Linked DNA regions of Sus scrofa: region 1 is linked to region 2. A link is a contact called in public HiChIP or PLAC-seq data. All regions are on one chromosome and are shown on one strand. Each heading gives the region's core, a stretch centred on a gene start, on an enhancer-like site or on the middle of the called end of the contact. The rest is flanking DNA. Distances are from core to core; before and after follow the strand shown. Region 1 has its middle 16 kb from the start of CXCR4. Region 2 overlaps THSD7B (thrombospondin type-1 domain-containing protein 7B).

The links. HiChIP or PLAC-seq counts read pairs in DNA pulled down with a chosen protein or histone mark.
Region 1: a contact with region 2 is called in an H3K27ac HiChIP or PLAC-seq map of alveolar macrophages. The contact joins two enhancer-like sites. A contact is called at or near these places in 2 of 5 promoter capture datasets (fetal skeletal muscle and liver), 1 of 47 Hi-C or Micro-C datasets (blood) and 1 of 2 datasets of contacts at active chromatin or transcription factors (alveolar macrophages).

The regions. Positions count from the first base shown.
Region 1 is chr15:15,645,802-15,650,004 of Sscrofa11.1, reverse strand. No RefSeq gene overlaps it. Among named protein-coding and RNA genes, the nearest start is that of CXCR4, 16 kb to the left of the region's middle. Within about 2 kb of position 2,699, at least 8 of the 83 cell types and tissues checked have an H3K27ac peak or open chromatin away from gene starts, as enhancers often do. A contact at or near this core is called in alveolar macrophages, where this site is marked.
Region 2 is chr15:15,582,128-15,585,999 of Sscrofa11.1, reverse strand. The region is part of intron 2 of THSD7B (thrombospondin type-1 domain-containing protein 7B); the gene reads left to right. Among named protein-coding and RNA genes, the nearest start is that of THSD7B, 27 kb to the left of the region's middle. Within about 2 kb of position 1,564, at least 1 of the 83 cell types and tissues checked has an H3K27ac peak or open chromatin away from gene starts, as enhancers often do. A contact at or near this core is called in alveolar macrophages, where this site is marked.

The DNA.
Region 1 (4,203 bases), core at 1,450-3,949, 63 kb before region 2:
TTTGAGACCTTGCAGTTCAGGAGTCATTGCAAACCACTGTGCCCCAGGAAAGCTTTGCAGAAGAGATGGAATCCAGCTGAGTCTTGAAGGAAACCTTCAGTGCCACTATGTCATTCACCTCCTGGCTGGATATGTTCTTGGAAAGTCCTACCCAGGATGCCTGAAATTCAAACAATTTTAGGGCCCCTTAACTGCAAGCATAATCTTTAGCAGAACAATGAAAGTAATTTGCTCTAAATTTGTGTCTTTATTTGTAAGTTGTGCCACAGTCATTTTAAAGGAAAACAGGCACTCTTGCTTCCAGACCTTTACTCCTATAATATTATGAGCTGTTTTGTTGAGCGTTCTGGTCTACCTTTGAGTGTCTAGCTTTGGTTCCTGAATGAGGCTCAAGGTTGGCCCTAGATGTGATTTGCTATAGGCAGAGTTTATTTTCAGATCCATTTTCTCTTTCCTTCTTGACCTAAAATTGTCCTTCGGGTTTGCATTTGTGGCTACTTTCAAATATGGCTGTTCCACAACTGGATTATGTGGAGGCTCTTTGCTGTTGAGGAGCAAGTGAGTGCAGGGTATATGGGCCATTGGGCTTTGACTCTGACAGGGCAGCACATACTGATTCCCAATCTTTGGGCAATGGACTTCCAGGGATGTTACTCTAAAGGGTCCAAATATTCCCAAGTCCCAAATTTTACTTCCGACCAAATAAATAATATGCTGCAACCTTTCAAATGCATGTGGATGGTGTTGTCTTGAATAAAATGCCAAATTTATTTGAAAATGTCTTGAATTCATAGTTCTGTTTGGTTTGGGGTTTTGTGTGTATGGTTTAAGCATGTTCTTCACCATCAGACACTAATGATATGATCAGCTTTTGTCTGGTGGTTCGTGAAACTTTGTGGTTATTAAAAGTGATCTTCTCGTTTGGCAGAGAAAAAGCAGTCTGGAGGGAGCAGAGTTTTGTCTGTGTCTGAAGACTACCCCTGCTTGGGCTGCCAGGGAAAGAGTTTGGGAGATAACCAGAATGGAATGGGATGGAAGGAATATTTCTCTGTATACCAGTGCCACTTGGCTTACAGCAGGGAGCCGATCAAGAACCAACAAAGTAAGAAGGCTATTATTTGGGAGGCAGCTTCTAGTTCCATCCTAGGCAAGAATCCCTAATGGAACCTTATGGAAGGGTGAACATCTGCTTCTGCCCAGGCCCCTACACAATAGGTCCTACTACCAGGTACTAGTTTGACTACCAGGCTAGCTAATTAGTGCTACTACTAATTTGATGACTAGGTAAGTTAATTAGTACTACTAGTACATAAAATTCAGATCCCTGGGCCTCAACCTTGGTGTTTCTGATTTGGTAGGACTGAGGCAGGGCCTTTGGTATTTGCACTTTTAACAAATGCTCTAGGTGACTCTGATGTCAGCCAGAGTTGAGACAGAAAACTGCTATGAAAAAATTACAAATACCTGGTTATAAGGCTTTTTGTTTGTGAAGTGTTCACTAATGCATGAACAGTGTCATGGTGAGGTTCCTGCGGCTTTTATATTTTTGCCCCTTTTCTTACTTCTCACACCCACCCTGGTAGATAGATCCCTATTTTAAAAAACGGATGAATTAGGGCCCAGGGAAGTGAAACCACTGTGCCGGCTGGGGACTGACAGTTGGAGCCCCAGTGTACAAATGAAACCGGGGAACACTGGGTGTGACGAGCTCTTGAGGAGGGGTAAACAGTTATGACCTTGAACTCACAGTTGAGCTTGGCAAACACAAAGCAGGCACAGAGCCCAACGGTAGGAGCCTGATGCTGTTGAAATCAGGAGAGGGGGCATGTTCTTCAGGAAGGTTCTGACACACCCAAATCCTTCATCCATCCAGTCTACCTTAGGCAAAGGGGTGTTATCAGTTGGGTTAAGAGCTTGGGCTCTGGAGCTAATGATGTAGATTCACCAACTGAGGGCTCTGGGCAAATCGATGTTTTAGGGCCTCAGTTTCCTCATCCAAATGATGATAATGTGAAGTAGTGCCCCTCTTGCCACCAGTCCAGCCATCACCATTGATCTTGGTGGCACACCTGTGCTGGTGCTGGGCTGAGGATACCACTCTCTAGAAGCCAAGCAAAGCCCATGTTGAGGATGCAGGGGAAGGAGAAGCACAGGGCATCAGAAGCTCACATCATTCTTTATGCGAAGGAGTTAGGACCAGAGAAACCAGAGGTTTGCGTGCTGTCTCTTGCACTCCATAGCAGGGGGTGATTCCCAGAGGCTGGTGGCGAACAGGAAGATGGGCATTTCTTGTAGCTGCTCCAGCGTGTGAGTGACAAAGTGCTTGCTTCTAATGCAGTAGGTCTCTGCCCCCCACCTCTCCTGCCTGGTCCCAGAGAGTGAACCTCTCATTAGGAGAGATTCTTCTTGTGGTCACATGGATCCGAAAAATCACTGGACTTGGGCTGTTTGAGATGCCACTTGGAAGTTCAAATCTGCTCCCAGATGTACCCCAAGAGAGGGATGGCTCCCCTAGTGAGGCCAGTCACGTGATGTACCCTCATCTGCATGGGGCTTGGCTGCCTTGCGTGCAGTGACGTCTCAGCCCACAAGACTGTTAAGGTCTCCAAACCTATAACCTCCAGGTGACCTTCCCCTGGGGAGTAGCAGAACTATCCTGAGTCTGCTCAGAGGCTCTTCCTTAGTGATGAGTCATACTTTTCTGCCTAGTCTGCTCTAGCTTGGAGTAGATGCCACAAGCAACAGTCAGGGACTGCCTAGCAGCTAGATGTCCATAGGAATACACCTCTTCTCTCTTCCAGTCTCTTGTTTTCCTGGCATTTCCTGCAAGTTAACATCTTGCTAGAATGGTGTGAGTTGACAATGAATGTTGGCTGTGTTTTACACAGCATGGGGGAAGGGCATATTTTATATTCCACTCCCATTGTTTTTTTAGGACTCTTTGTTCCTCCTTCACACACTCTTCCCAGACAAATTATTTTGCTCCTTGATTTCGATAACCCTGTGGATGAGCCATAAGAGAGCAGAAACTGAGCCCTCTCTGCTGTCGATAATTATAGTTCTTCTTCTCGGAACTCCTTTCTTTTTGTAAATGCCTACCAGGTGCCCCCAAGTGAAAGATGATACTCAGTTTGTTTGGTAAATTCATTCAGGTAAAAGGAGTCAGACCCATCAGTTCCCCACAGAGAAGTGGTTTCCTTGGTCCCTGTCACCACATTAAATCCTCACCTCTGGCTCACTGGCTAAAATGAGTCAGTGGTCCTTTCAGAATTCACTTTAACACACTGTTTCAAAGAAATCTGTGATCGAGATTGCGATTCATTTTTTTCTTCACTGCAGCTGACTATTTTGCATTTTCCTAAGGTGAAACTCAGCCTGTCTTTTCAGGTGTCGAGAAGGAGTCAACATGTCAACATTGAGAAGGGGGAAAAAATCCAGCTACCAAAGGGAAACCTGAAAGCTCTTTGCAAGTGTAGGAAGATGCTTCTCAAAATCAGATTCTAAAACTGAATTGAGTGGTTTGCTGTTTGCAGCTTTCTCCTGGTTTGAGTTTTATCTAATTCTCTTTTTTTAAAGGGCATCCCATCGTCCTTCATCATACCCTGCCATCATCCACTTAGCCTCCCTGATGTCCAAGTCCGGCTTCATCTGACATACCAACAGCACTTTCCTGATCCTATTCATCAAAGATGACTACTTCATTCATAGGGAGGCTCCTCACTGACTTCTCACCAGCACTGCTTGTGGTGACATTTCTATGGGGGAGGTATTATCCCCTTATTTCTGGACCCCCTTCTGCTTTGATTCAAATTCTTTTGGAGCCCATCTCCAATCCCACTTGATGACTAAAAGGTTCTCAGTTGACACGGAGCTTCTTTCTTCCCCAAATGTTTACTAAGCACTGGCTCTGATTCAGGCACTAAATGTGGGGATACCCAAGGCTGACCGGGAACCTATCCTCAGAGGTTCTTGGGGACCCAGACAAGTGCACAGGCACTTAAGAGTCCAACCTGCATCAAACCAGGGAAGGCTTCCTGAAAGAGGTGATCTCAAAATGAAGACAAAACCAGTAAGTTAATTGAGTGAAAGGAATAAAGAGGGAGAACATGTCACTTTTCATTGTACTATGCCATTAAGCATCTTCTTGCACCCCGCTTTGCATTTATTTGTATTGTTTCTATGCCTAAGGTGCATGTGTTGTTA
Region 2 (3,872 bases), core at 315-2,814:
GCCTCACTGACTTTTTGGTGGACAGGAGCTCAGCTGGTCATGGCTCCTTTGAGTCTAGATTAGAGCCTTGGCCACCATCCTGCTCTGAAACATAATCCTGCCAAACTTGAGTTGCCCTGCTATTTACACAGTGAAGACAGTGTCAGGCAACTAGCTCACCTTGAAGGAGAATCAAACATGGAAAAAGACACTATGCTTGGAATCAGTGTTGGGCTCACTGCAGGAAAGGCGCCAAATAACGTGGAACACTATCAGTGTTACTAGCAGTATGGAGGTTAAGCATGTGGCCTCTGGGCAGGTCACATAACCTCTTTGTGCCTCAGTTTCTTCATTGGTAAAATGGTACTACCGTTATTGGGTATCTAACATACTGGGCTCTTGAACGAACACACACACACACACACACACACACACACACACACACACTTATAGTCCTTATGATAGTGCCTAGTAAATAAAAGCACATTAGAACACTTACTGGTAATTATGTAAGAGTATCATTACTTAACATGGGGCACTGGTCCTGTATTGCCACATGTACCCAAGCCTTATCTCCCTATCAAGGTTGCAAGGCCCTTGAGGTCAGGGACTGTCCTCTCTATATAGGAAATTAGAGAGACAGGAACTGGGTTGGCTATTATCATGTGAGATGTAATATGTCTTTCCAAATGGTTTTGGTTGCAGTAGCTATGTTCAACAACAACAATTGGGCAGCTATGCAGTAGCTCGCTTGATGTCTCCAGTGTCCTTAAGAATGAGGTATTATAACTGCTCCTGTACGGGTGCTGTTGAGGCCCCACATCACGTCCCCTCAGCGTGGGCCATCAGTCTCTCTCAGGAAGACTTCCTGCTTGGAGTGCTTACTGAATCTCCCAGCTTTCTTCCTTTTATTTCCTTAAAATATGATTTTCCCACAGTTCTGTGGGGTCAAGTTGGGGTGGGGAGGGAGGTGGTGGTGGCAGAGGAGACAGGGCATTGTATCCCTGTTCTAGACACCTCAATCCCTGGTGCTGAACAAGGGTGAGATCTGGTCTGGAGGATTTGGGGGGGTGGGAATATGATGGGGCTTTAACTCCAGACTGGGTTGGCTTTCTCCCAAAATATAAGTTCTGAAACACTGGAGTTCCCGTCTTGGCTCAGCAGTAACAAACCCAACTAGTATCCATGAGGATGTGGTTTCAATCCCTGACCTCGCTCTGTGGGTTGGGGATCCAGAGTTGCCATGAGCTGCGGTGTAGCTCTCAAATGTAGCTCAGATCTCCTGTTGCTATGGCTGTGGCATAGGCTGGCAGCTGCAGCACTGATTAGAACCCTAGCCTGGGAACTTCCATATGCTGCAGGTGTGGCCCTAAAAAGCAAAAACAAACAAACAAACGAAAAACTGAAACACAGTTTACAACCTCTAGGATTAATTCTTCTCAAAAGCCCCCATCTGGTCAACAGGAGAAGTTCGTATTCTTCCTATCAACAAAACCTTAACCCTATTTGTAGTGGACTAATAACCCTCATAATAGCCCTGGCCTTATTATACCAAGAGGGCATCTGCCTCCTCCCTGCCAGGGTTATGATTCAGAGCTTCCTAACATTGACTCTCTGAGATAGACAGCTCTCTCAAATCACTTCTCCCTGATCCATAGTTTCTCATTTTTTCTGTTCCTCCCAACACATCCTTCTGTTGTACTGTACATCTCAGCCAGGCAGGCATTAGGTTATTTAAGCCAGTGCCTTTTCCACGGACCTGTGAGCATCTGTACTACTGTGTCTTAATTCTTATTCTTCCAAATGCCTGAACAGTCAGTTCATCTAGTTATAGAGAGAACAGTCAGTTATATACAAAGATAGTAAGGATAAAACCCAGATCCCCTTTCTCCTGGAACTTGGAGTCTTTCTCAAGCAGAAACTTACAAAATGTTTGTTGAATTGAATTAGTCATTCAAAGAATGGTACACATTTAAATACAGAGGGGTTCTTGGAGTTGTTTTTCTCCCAGTCTTCAAAATCAGGCAGCTCAGCTCTACCACTTAAATTCACTAAGTAAATTTAGGCAAATCAATTCACTTCTCTGACCTCAGTTTCCACACCTAGAAAATGAAGCTAATAATAATAATGTCAGTGTGTTGAGAACTTACTGTGTGTCAGGTGCTGTTCTACGAACTATACATTATTAACTCATTTAAGTTCTTATCATAGAGTTCTCACAAAGGCATAAGTGAATTCATATATGGAAAATACTTAGCATTTGGCGTATGGCAAACCGGTATATGTTAGCAATTGTTCTTATAATTGGTTCTCAATTCTTGCCCAAAATTAATGTTTGGATTTGAGATCTGTTTATAGTATCTACTTTTTCTTCTTTCTTCTCCCCCCTTCCTCCTCCTCCTCTTCTCCTTCTTTTAAATTCAGAGCAGAATTTGACCATTCTCTAGGCTTTGAGTACCTCTGCCCATCACTATATTTCAGATGCCCATATCCATTCCTCTGGACTACTTGCTTCAAATTGTGCTCATAATTTTCATCCCACTCCTTCTCTGAAACTAGTTTCTTCTCTTGGTGCTGGAGACACAAAAGGAGTGAATATTCCAGGATTTTTTAATGCTTTCGAAATTTTAAAGTTATTTACACAGCTTCACTGATAGTATCTTTTCTTTTCATGCCACCGCCAAAACAAACTAGCAAACAAACCTCAGAGTTGTTAAGAGTTGGATAGGAGATGGCCATTGTTGTAGTACATTATAAAGTGTTTTCTAGTTTACAGTGCTTTTGGGCCTGCACTTTCTTGATCCTCCCCACAATTCCAGGTGGGCCTCATTGGAATCCTTGGGGTACAATTGGCCAGTAAGTTTCAAAGTGGGTTTTGAAGGATAGGACAACTGCCTTATACAGTCATCTGGCGCATTCTTGGTTTAGACCGTGTGCAAGCTTAAACATGGCTGCTGTGAATAGGGAAGGTGGACTGTGTCCTGATTCCTGAGGAAGGGATGACATCCCACATGGAGCGTCCCCAGGTCAATGAATGCTTGTTCAGTGAATACATGAATAAATAGAAAGGACTTAACATTTCATGATTCGCATGACCACAGCCCAAATTACTCAAATTTTGAAAGTTTAAACCTGTTTTGTTCTCAATGATTTGTCCACTGTAGAGATAAGCAATTGTACACATGGGAACTCTTGTGACCCTCTTCAGGATCTTGAGGTGTCTGTGTTAGGGCAGGAAGAGATGGTTTTAGGAGAAGGGAGCTTTGGATAGGGTCTTTGAAAATCCAGATGTCCTTGTCAAACTGTACTTACGAAGGACTCACCAAGAAGGAGTTCCTGTCTATGAGGTGGTAGAATGGAGAAAACTGAAGAAGTTAAATGAAGCCACAAAGCCAAGAATCTCCACAGGGGATGCACCACCTGGTTGTTCACTTTGGAGATCTGTCGTCACATACTGTTTCAGATTTGATCTAGTTTCCTGGGCATCATCCAAATGGCTCTTACGTTCTTTTGGAGGAGGGACGGTGGAGGGGAAAGGAAGGTTCTGGGACCCTTTTGAAATTCTGATGACAGTTGTGTACTTGCTCTAGAAGATGCACATACACACATTCACACAACTTTGCTCCTCAAAGCAGAGGGCTTGGTTAAATCTCCTGTCTCTCACCACACTTCCCAGAAAAAGGAATTAATTGTCCTTGGTTATAAGTATTCCTAATGTGCCCCATTGTTCCCAGCTTTGTCCTCTTTCTGAGAGCAATTATCACCCCACTGCCCAGATCACTCTTTGTGCTATCTTGGGCTGTCTTCAGCTCAGCACTTTTGTAGTGAGTTCTGACAGCTGCCAGGAAAGGCAGGATTATCCTATCTCCAGTCGCTCCGTTATCTTGGAACCT